Regions from separate parts of the Sus scrofa genome. Here region 2 is linked to region 1. A link is a contact called in public Hi-C data. All regions are on one chromosome and are shown on one strand. Each heading gives the region's core, a stretch centred on a gene start, on an enhancer-like site or on the middle of the called end of the contact. The rest is flanking DNA. Distances are from core to core; before and after follow the strand shown.

Region 1 (5,031 bases), core at 1,431-3,930:
GAGAGGAAGGATGGGTGAAAAAACCCCGTTTCATTCTCGGACTTGTCTGCAGTGTTAATTTATCTCAAAATCTTGGTTTGGCCTTGAGGAGAATAATGGAATCAAGGTTTGTTTTTTTTATACAAATGTACTTATTTATTATCTATTTATTTATTTATTTAGGTACCTGTGACTGTTTGAGTACTTTGTGCTCTAATACAAACAAGAGATGTTGTGAGGGTCTGAGCTGAAGTATCGTGAGTGAATCTTTACTTAAGATCATGTTCCTTGTATTTTCATAGAAAACGCAATTTTAACCAGTGATCGTTTTAAATGCTTTGGTGTACATGCTCAATTTTGCAATTATATGACATTAAATGCATGGTAATTTAGCCCTCTTTTCTGTGTGGTCTTTAATTTGAAGCGCGCTATTTGAAGTTTGTTTCAAATGTGTCTAGACAGTGCCTCTTGAGTGCTGTGAGGGCCCATCGAAAAGTGCTTCTCTTTGCTATATGTCCAGTTTTTTCCCTGTCAGACCATGCCTCTTGTCTATCTAGTGATACGTGGTATGTCTCTTTTTATTATTTATTTATTTATTTATTTCTCTTTTTGCCATTTCTTGGGCCGCTGCTGCAGCATATGGAAGTTCCCAGGCTAGAGGTCGAATCAGAGCTGTAGCCGCCAGCCTATACCAGAGCCACAGCAACTCGGGATCCGAGCCGCGTCTGCGACCTACACCACAGCTCACGGCAACGCTGGATCCTTCACCCACTGAGCGAGGCCAGGGATTGAACCCGCAACCTTATGGTTCCTAGTTGAATTCGTTAACCAGTGAGCCACGACAGGAACTCTGATATGTCTCTCTTTAGATAAAGTAACTACCACCTTTATACTCCATGGATTATGATTACAAATGAATTTTTTTTTTTTTTTTTTTTTTGCTTTTTAGGGCTTCACCAGTGGCATATGGAAATTCCCGGGCTAGGGGTTGAAACAGAGCTGCAGCCAGCCTACACCATAGTCACAGCAATGCCAGATCCAAACTGCATCTGTGACCTACACAACAGCTTTCAGCAAATCCAGATCCTTAACCCACTGAGCGAGGCCAGGGATTGAACCCACATCTTCATGGATACTAGTCAGGTTCTCTGAAATGTCTCTTTTTTTAATGTCTGGAATTTATCTCCTAGTTCGATTGAAACAAGGGTGTCAGAATCATCTACTGTAATTTCTACGACTAAACAATGTGTCTAAGTGTCAAATAGCATTGTCGCTGTTACAGTATGGATGCTTAATAAACACTAAAATAAACGGGTGAATGAAAACAGAGACAGTGTCTTTGGTTAAAGGGTTTTTAAACATCGCAGAATCCCTCATCTGAAATTGTTATCTTCAGAGTTGGTCTTATTGTCCTGATTCATTTATTTATTTTCTTAAAACTGACTAACTCAGTCAATGGTCCTCACATTGAGTAACCAAGTTTAGTTTATGCCTGTGCTTTACCAAGTTTGGCTGCTGTTTTTTTCCTGCCCAGTCAGGGGGCAATTCAGGCCCGTAATATGGATTGACCGCCAGGTGTCTCGGGGACTGGAGCCAGATGTTTCCACTGTGGCTTTGAGGTCTGGGCCATACACTTGCTGAGCCCCAGGGGTTATTCGCTGGTGTTTTAGAACCACATCTGCTTCAAGCCGTCAGCTAGGAAAAAAAAATTAATCAAATAAAAAAGTATGTGTGGGATCTGTGAAGATACGTCCATGTACGTGTGTGTGAAAAGTGCCAAACTGTTGGGCCAGGTGCTTTGAGAGACAAGAGAAAGAGTTCTCCTCGCCCCAAGGCGCACACGCAGGGTAAAGCCTCCCTCACTGTGTGGGAGCCTCGCTCGTGCACGGGGTCGGTTTGCTGGAGATGAAGAGGCTGACTGCAGACCCTTTCACGCCGAGCAGGTTCAAAAGCATTAATATCTTCACATTCTAACCGTCTGCAATTTAAACCTGGTGACCAGAATGCAACAGCAGAGGAAGATACAGCGCAGAAGAGCATGAAGAAGAAACGGAGCTCAGACCCCGCACAGCGGGCAGCCGACGTCAGGAGGACCCCGGCTGAAGGAGCAGCGAGGGGTCTGGCGAGGCTTTGGGATAACGGGACATTTCCCGGGATGCAGCAAACCGCTGTTTCTGCCACCTTTTTATGGTTGGTGATGGTAAAGGATATTGCAGATGGAGTTGCTGCTTCCTAAATTCCACAAAGATAAACATATTTGGACCTATTTTTAGAGAATAATGGACTGTGCTATCATAACTGGCATTAAAATGGAACTAAACTTTAGCTACATGGAATTCATGGCTCTAAACACACACACACACACACACACACACACACACACACACACACACAACTGGCTTGTTGGAATAATAGTGAAAGCCAAAACACACTCTCAAAATTCTGGAGTGAAAGCATATTCTCAGAAGTGTGTCCTCCGCGGCAAAACAAAAGATGCTCACAGGTGTGACAGCAGGAACAAGCACCTTGATGTTGGAGAGAGACATTTATGACGGCAGAAACCTTTCTGAGCGGAAAGACCAGTGCTTTTCTTTGTACGCTTTGTCTGAGAAAAGCCAGGGGCGTGAATACGAGGGAGGAAGGGAGTCGTCTTGTTCCTGTTGGGGCAGAAAGCACGGTGGCCGCCCTTTTCTCTACATCCCTGCTTCCCCCCATCATCGGACACGTGTTCTGCGTTAGTCACTCTGAGTCAGTCACTCGCTGAACTGTCTTCTGTGCTCTGGCAAAGATAGGGGATCTATCTGGGTTTCCTTAGCGATATTCCAAACACATTTTTTTTCTGCGCTCCCATACCGAGCGAGCACATAGTTTGGGAGGAATTCCTGTCGTGTGGGAGGCCGGCTCCGCTCCATTCACACACTCTCTCTCCCAGATGTGACCCCGTGGGCTTAGCCCTATGTCCGCTGGGGCCGCCAGGCAGCCCTGGCCGCAGGATCCTCTTGGACAACCGCAGCGGTCTTGCTGCGTCTTCTTATGCATGTGGTGTGTGCATGCTATGCTTCAGCATTTTTTAAACTCTTCCTTTGAGTAAATTAAAAAAAGTTTGTGAAAAAGTTTGCTCCAGGAAAAGGGAGCCAAAGGGCTCGCTGATTCTTTTAATTGAATAAGGGGGGGGGCGGGGAATGGGGAGCGGGAGGTGGGGGGGATAGAAGAGAAAAAGGTATAGAAATCAGTTAGCCTCATGGACGGCTAGATGAGGTCCCTTGCTATTAAAAACATCCAGAGTGAGCCCTGGGGGTGGCCAACAAAGAAAGGGGTTGCTATTATTTGGGTTCCTGTTAAAATCTGACCCCACAGGGTGCTTTAAATCTCCGTGACCAGGGCACTGCCCTCTCCGAAACAGCAGACCTTCAGATGTGCACGGGAGACGAGACCCGGGATACCATTTAGAGGCCTCTTTGACCAGGGAAGGTCACCGTGTGACCATTTCAGGGGGACACCTGCAGCACGGCTTTGTCAACAGGGCCTTGGATCTGAACAAAACACACGCAGTCACTTCCCACCAGGACGTGACACTCGGGGCCGGCCCTGAGCCGGGCACATCTGGAAGGTGGCTCTTTCAGGGGGGCGTTTTCTCTCCGTTCCACGTCCGGGAGCGGGTGAGCGAGAAGCGCTGCCTTCACAGCCCGACTGTGCGTCAGTGCCATCGGTCGGGGGTGCGGCCAGGGCGCTGGGGCGCCTTGAAGGGCAGGCGCGGAGCCTCCAAGGCCGCTGTTCTGAACCAGGGCCTGGTGGGGGTGGGGGCCGGGTCTCAGGCCGGCCGGGGCTTAAAAACGGGGGATAGAGATGCCACGCAAGGGCGACTGGGCGAGAGCCATCCCTCACCGGGCGTGATCGCAGTTGTCCAGCCGCCGCCCCGGTCGCTAAGGACACTGGCTCAGCCCGCGGGGACAGCCGTGCCGGTGGAGTCCAGGCGGCTCGGTCATGAGCGCTGCGGTCCCGCTGTTGTTAACAGCAGTCCCGGCGACCGTCCTCAAGGCCTGGGAAAATGTCCACAGGCATGAGCCCGCCTTCTGCGCATCCGAACTCTACGTGACTCAGGGTCACTTCTTCACATAAAGAACGCGGGGGCGGCAGCTTGGGGGAGAAAGGACTCAACGCCAGATCGCCCACGTTCAAGGGTGAGCGTCCCGGTCCCGCTGCACGAGGGCTGTGCCGCCGAACGCACAGGCCTGTCAGCTTTTTGTGCGGAATCCTGCCAGGGGAACCCGCGCGCTTGCGCTGGGTGAAGGCAGCGTAGACCAGTGGGCGTGGGCCCGAGGCGCCTTGAGTTCCCAACCTTTACTCAGAAGAAAAACGCCCAACGGCGCTGGACTTCTACCGGGAAGTTTTCTGGGTCCCGGAGAAGGACGTGTCTCCCGCTGCAATTAACTCAGAAGACGCCCCTGCCTCTCGGGGCTGCGGCGCTTGCAGAAGGCCCGGACTGGATGAGCGCCACATACGTCCCCACGCGACGTTGTCCTTCCTTTTAAAAATCATTCCGGGAATCGTTTATTTTCTGGAGTGGGTCGTCTTTATTTGTTTACCCTGGAAACCACAGTTTGACATGCTGTCTTTCGTTCCTGGCGAGGCGATGCGAAAGGCAGAAAAACCCCGCTTGTTTGCAGTGCCAGGGATAAAACACTTGACTGAAGGCCAGGTGCGCTGCCCCCAGAACCTTCCCATCGCCTCTGAGGGACGAACATACATCCTGGATCCGAATCCTCGGCAAGTTCAGGAGGTTAGAGGTGACTCAGTCTCCACGAATGCAGTCTGGTCTTATTTTAAGAAGGCCTCTGAGTCATGTGGAGTTGTGTCAAAACATGTGTTATGTTATGTTATTTTAAAAAGGCAGCTTGGAGGGAGGAAATTGAACCATCTTTTTTTCAGAAAACCTGCCCTTTAATGGAAGAAAAGGGCAAGTCAGTTTCCCACACATCTCCCTCGGTCCCGCAGGCTCTGCTTTGACCCCACACGTATATTCTTCATGGGCTTTGCTATTACCATACTTTC
Region 2 (5,031 bases), core at 1,096-3,595, 840 kb before region 1:
ACACAGTGAGTCGCTTCGTTTTCATTCACTCGTTCATTCACTGGCTCACTGGTTCAGGAGTAAACAGGCGTTTGGGGCACAGACGCTGGTGGGTCCGGCCGCGCAGTGCAGGAAGCTCTGACCCAGAGGCAGGAGCCCGCAGGTCCCCGGCGGGGCAGCAGCAGAGGTGGGGCTGGGGGGGGGAGCCGCCTCCGTCCAGGGAGGGGCGTGCGTCCCTGCTTCGGACCTGAGGAGGCTGTGATCAACCTGGAGAGGGCGTCCCACTGAAACTCCTTCCAAAGGCAGCACAGTGATGAGCTTCCTGGCTGCGGTTCCCAGAACCAGTGACGGCAAAGCCAGCGGCTCCCTCCCAGGAAGCCTGGGCCACAGGCGGCCTTCTGCTCACCTCCTGTTCAGCATCACGACCAGCTTCAGACAAGCTTCAGCCCGTGTGTGAGCTCGGAGCCCGGGCCGGCGCAGTCGTTTGGGTGTATCTGAAGCGCACCTGTGCTTTGGTCTTCGCAGGACCCCAGGGGACAGCCTGGGGACTCTCCTTGCCTGCAGTGACCACGTACCACCCGATGGGAGACAGAGGCTGCGAGGGCCAGGCGCCTCCGTGGCTCCTGCTCCCCAGGCTCCCCTCCCTTCCCGGACCCATTTCCTTTCCTTGAATTCTTGTCACCTGGCTGGACTCCACTTCCTGAAAGGAACACTAAGAAGTCTGTGACATGAAAAGGCATCTCCCACGTCTCTGCCTTTTTGGAAAACGTTCATTGTGCTGTGTTCCCGGTCAGGCACAATAGTGAGAACGCGTCTCGGGGGCAGGAACGGGAGACCGTCCGGAAACCTCTGACCGCGGTAAAGACCCAGAGACGCTGCGAGCGCGGGAGTTGCACAAAACCCAGGCATCCTTCACGTGGCGGAGGTGGCACTGGAAGAAGATGAGCCAGCATGAAGGATGCCTCCCTGGAGGTCAGGCCCCTCCCATGACTGCAGCCCCAGGAACGCAGCTGATTATCCGCCCAATTTTCTCTCTGCTGATGAACGCCTCCCCGCAGCCTTCCGCTCACACGAAAGAACATTAAGAAACCAAACGGAGCAACGTATAAGATAATAGCCTAGGAAGATGAGTTTTGGTAAAAACAAATATATCATTCACGGACGCTACAGGCTTCAACACTTTTCCTAAAAGCACACGAAGCCCTCAGCTCTGTCAGGATCCAACCGACAGGTAAGCATTGGGCTAGAATATTACGAGCGGTTTCTTTCTTAGCCATTAAAGTGTGGGAACCCTTCACTTCCCCAGCCAGCCAGCCGTTCTGCTTGCCCCCAGGGTCTTTTTGTCTCCCCACCTGAGAGTATTTCGAGGCATAAAAGAAGACCTAAAACTCTGTGGTCATGAGGAGGTGTGGCAGCAGAAAAGGGAACACACAGGCGGCGGCATCTGCAAGCCCCGTGTCATCAGATGGGACCAGACAGTGGGTGGAAATCCAGCAGGCACTGCCGCAGGGTGCCAACCCCACCTGATGCACAGGAGATGCTGCGTAGTAATATAATAAAGAACACACGGGCTCAGCAGCCACGGTCACACCTCAGCACGCCACACTGGATCCACACTGCTCACGGCTGCCGACAGTGGGGAGGTCCCGACACCTCCTGGGTAAACTGGGAACTGGGTAAATTAGGGGTAGAACCAGGCAACAGTTTACTGTAACCTGTTAGTCCAACAAAACTCCTCAGCAAAACGTTCCTCCTGGTTGTGTGGAATTTATTTGCTCGCCTTGTTTCAACCTGTTAATCTCAAGAATGATTCAAGCTTCAATGGACTCTGACCTAAAATTAGCTGCAATTTTTTTTTGCACCTGTCTCTAGCCACATTTTTCTTAGAAGAGATCAAATAGCTTTAGTCACATTCTCTATTATAAAAAACAAAAACAAAACACCCAGGAGTTCCTGTCGTGGCATAGCAGAAAACAAATCTGACTAGGAACCATGAGGTTGCAGGTTTGATCCCTGGCCTCACTCAGTGGGTTAAGGATCCAGCATTGCCATGAGCTGTGGTTGTAGGTCACAGACACGGCTCGGATCCCGCGTTGCTGTGGCTGGGGTGTAGGCTGGCAGCTGTAGCTCCAATTTGACCCCTAGCCGAGGAACCTCCATATACTGCTGGTGCAGCTCTAAAAAAAAAAAAGGCAAAAGACAAAAAAACCCACAAAAAAACAAAAAACAGTGCCCTAAGGACCTACCAGCGTGTAGACAATAGCCAGGAAATTCAAGTGTGAATTGCACAGGGTAAGAGGAAGAAGGCTGTTTCTGATAAAGAAGACGGCAATGCAGGCCAGGCGCGCGGCCACGGCGGGACCAGGAGAAAGAGCTGCGCTGGCGGCCGCCCCCCCAGGACGGCCACGAGGGCCGGGTCAGGGCCACCACTGGCCTGGAGACCTCACTGCCGTCTGCAGAGGGCGTGGGGAGCTCTTCCAAGGAGCCAGGGCCCTTCCACGGCTGGAGAGGGTGGACACCTTCTCCCCTTCGGGGGAGCCCACACAGGAGGCCCCCCGTCCTCCCTAGGACGGACCAGGACGGCTCCTTACACGTCGGCCATCGTCACGTCTCTGGGAAATGTTAGGAAAAAACGGAAGCGGGAATGTTAGAACTCCTTTGAAAGAAAAGCCAAAGACTTTTTTTTTCTCTTTAGGGCTGCACCCACGGCATATGGAGGTTCTCAGGCTGGGGTTGAATTGGAGCTGCAGCCACTGGCCTACACCACAGCTCACGGCAATGCTGGATCCTTCACCCACTGAGCGAGGCCAGGGGTCGAACCCAAGTCCTCATGGATACTAGTCAGGTTCCTAACCCACTGAGCCACAGTGGGAACTCTGAAAAGCCAAAGATTAGTGAGGACACTGAGAACTTGCTGAAGAAGAAAGAGACCCTCGGCCAGGAGTCCTGGATGCATCCAGATCAACCAGGACCCCACGTCTGCTGCGGGAGCCGGGCCTGAGGCAGACGCTGTCTGTAAACCTCCTGGGTCATATGGGGTCACGCAGGTCGCACACGGTCTTACCGTGATGGCAGGGGACCCAGCTGTCGCTGGCCTGCTTTGCTTTCCTCTGCGCCGCGGAGGGAGCAGAGGGACGTCGTGGCGACAGACGCACGGGGGCGCAGGCCAGCGTCGCAGGAACACCTGTCCCCTCTCCTTCCACCGCAGCCCCACGCCCCGCCCGCTCAGGGCGGCCCGCGGAGCATCCTTCATGACCTCGCGCAGCAGAGGACACTCGAACCACGGCCCGTGCTTCATCTGGGATCAAGCTCGCACCCTTTCTCTGGGCGTAGAGAGGCTTCATCCGCCCGCCTCTCGCGTCTCAGTCCCTCCGCCCCGGATTCACGCTCCACTGCAGCCCAGCTCGCGCCCAAGGGCCTCCCCGCGCAGTCCTTCCAGACAAGCGGGTGGCGGGGGCCTCTGGGGGGCGGTCCGCTGCTCGCTGCTCTGGGGCCTGGCTGCGCGGTCTGCGCTGCCCTCCTACGCCTGGTCCTGCATGGGCCACTCCTGTGTCCTGATGCCGCGATGCTGTGACCCTCACGCGGCTGACCTCGTCAAACCTGGTTACGCTCGACGCACCGTCGCACTCCGGGCTCTTCCAAAAGGCGTAGCCCCTGCGTTATCCCGAGACAGAAAGCACGTCCCCGGCTTGGGGTCGGGGCAGGTACGGCTTCCCCTGCGGCAGACTTTGCCCAAACCTCGATCTTCCCATGCGCGCTTTCAACAGCCCTGGACGCCCCCGAGCGGACACCAGCGGCCCCGAGCGGACACCAGCGGCCCCGCGCGGGCGCTGGCCCGAGTGCAGCGTCGTCAGTGTCCCACAGGCCCCGGCTGGCTCTCGTCGCCTCCGTGTTCTCTGCCCCACTTAACAGGGCCCCAGTCCCACATCGAGGTTGGGTCTCTGTGTCCGACAAAACCGTTCCTGTCTCTTGTCACGACGGGGACGACGGCAGAACACAGACGAGGCAGCCGCAACGGGTCAGGCTGGCGGCTGAACTCGAGGCCGACCCCAAGGGCTTCTCGAGGTCCCGAGCGTTCCTTTCAGGAGTGACTGTCCCGGGCTGCTTGAGTCTTCCTGTCCGCGCTGTCCGTCTGCTGAGACGCGGGAGGGCCTGGCTGGAGAGCTGTCCTGACCCACATTCGCCTGGTGCGTGGCCGGGGCGAGCTCTGGACCCCTGCTCCCGGCAGGCGTGCCAGGTCACCGCAGGCCTCCACAGCGGCCTAGTGAGACTCACCTTCACATTCCCTGAGTTTTCCCTCCTGTAAAGTGCTTGGGCCCCCGGGGACCCCATCACGCTGCCTCTGGGTCCCACCACCTCAGAGCATGGATCGGGCCGCGGGGCCGCATCTCTCCCAGCCTGGCTTGGGTGGGCTCAAGACACAGGCAGCTCTGGCCTGGCTTCTCCAGCCCCTCTGTCTTCAGGGTGCGTCCCCCAGCGAGGGCCAACTCTTCCCTCCTTTACCAGGAGCCGTCCCTGCCAAAGTCATCGTTAGGGTTGTCCTGTGAGCTTCCAGGTTTCCTCTGGGGGGAGAGGTCTTAGGGTCACGGAAAGGGTGGGGGCGGGAGGACTGGAGACACAGGTTCACGAGTGGCCGGCAGAGTCCCCGCAGGTCCCGTTAGGGATTGAACTGTGTCCCCTGAAGCTGCCTGTTGAGCCTGGTGTGATGGCGTTTGGAGACGGGGTCTCTCGGGTGGTTCCTCAGCTTGAATGAGGTGGTGAGGGTGGGGCCCTGGTCCCAAAGACCGGGGTCCTCAGAAGAGGAGGAAGGGACCCCGCGTTGGCTCACCGCCCTGGGAGGGCTCGGCAAGACGGCACCGTCTGCGGGCCAGGCGGGCGTCACCAGAACCAACCCTGGTGGCCCCCTGGTCCCCTGGCCGGGCCCCCTCTGCACTGTGGGCCACCACGTGGAGGTCAGCACATCTGCTCTGCGCCACTGCGAGGCAGGCGGGTCTCTGAAAGGCCAGCAGAGGCCACGCGGGGCCCCAGCCACAGCGCTGCCGCACGGCGAGC

What was found. A called contact is a pair of places that touch in the nucleus more often than the background predicts.
Region 2: a contact with region 1 is called in a Hi-C map of retroperitoneal adipose tissue, with 1.7 times the contacts expected there. The contact joins two enhancer-like sites. A contact is called at or near these places in 3 of 47 Hi-C or Micro-C datasets (embryonic fibroblasts, retroperitoneal adipose tissue and subcutaneous adipose tissue).

The regions. Positions count from the first base shown.
Region 1 is chr10:66,133,955-66,138,985 of Sscrofa11.1, reverse strand. No RefSeq gene overlaps it. Among named protein-coding and RNA genes, the nearest start is that of KLF6, 350 kb to the left of the region's middle. Within about 2 kb of position 2,680, at least 31 of the 83 cell types and tissues checked have an H3K27ac peak or open chromatin away from gene starts, as enhancers often do. A contact at or near this core is called in retroperitoneal adipose tissue, where this site is marked.
Region 2 is chr10:66,972,030-66,977,060 of Sscrofa11.1, reverse strand. It overlaps LOC102159132 (a long non-coding RNA gene), which reads right to left. Exons shown (of 4, transcript XR_002336446.1): 4 at 32-910. Among named protein-coding and RNA genes, the nearest start is that of PITRM1, 22 kb to the left of the region's middle. Within about 2 kb of position 2,345, at least 2 of the 83 cell types and tissues checked have an H3K27ac peak or open chromatin away from gene starts, as enhancers often do. A contact at or near this core is called in retroperitoneal adipose tissue, where this site is marked.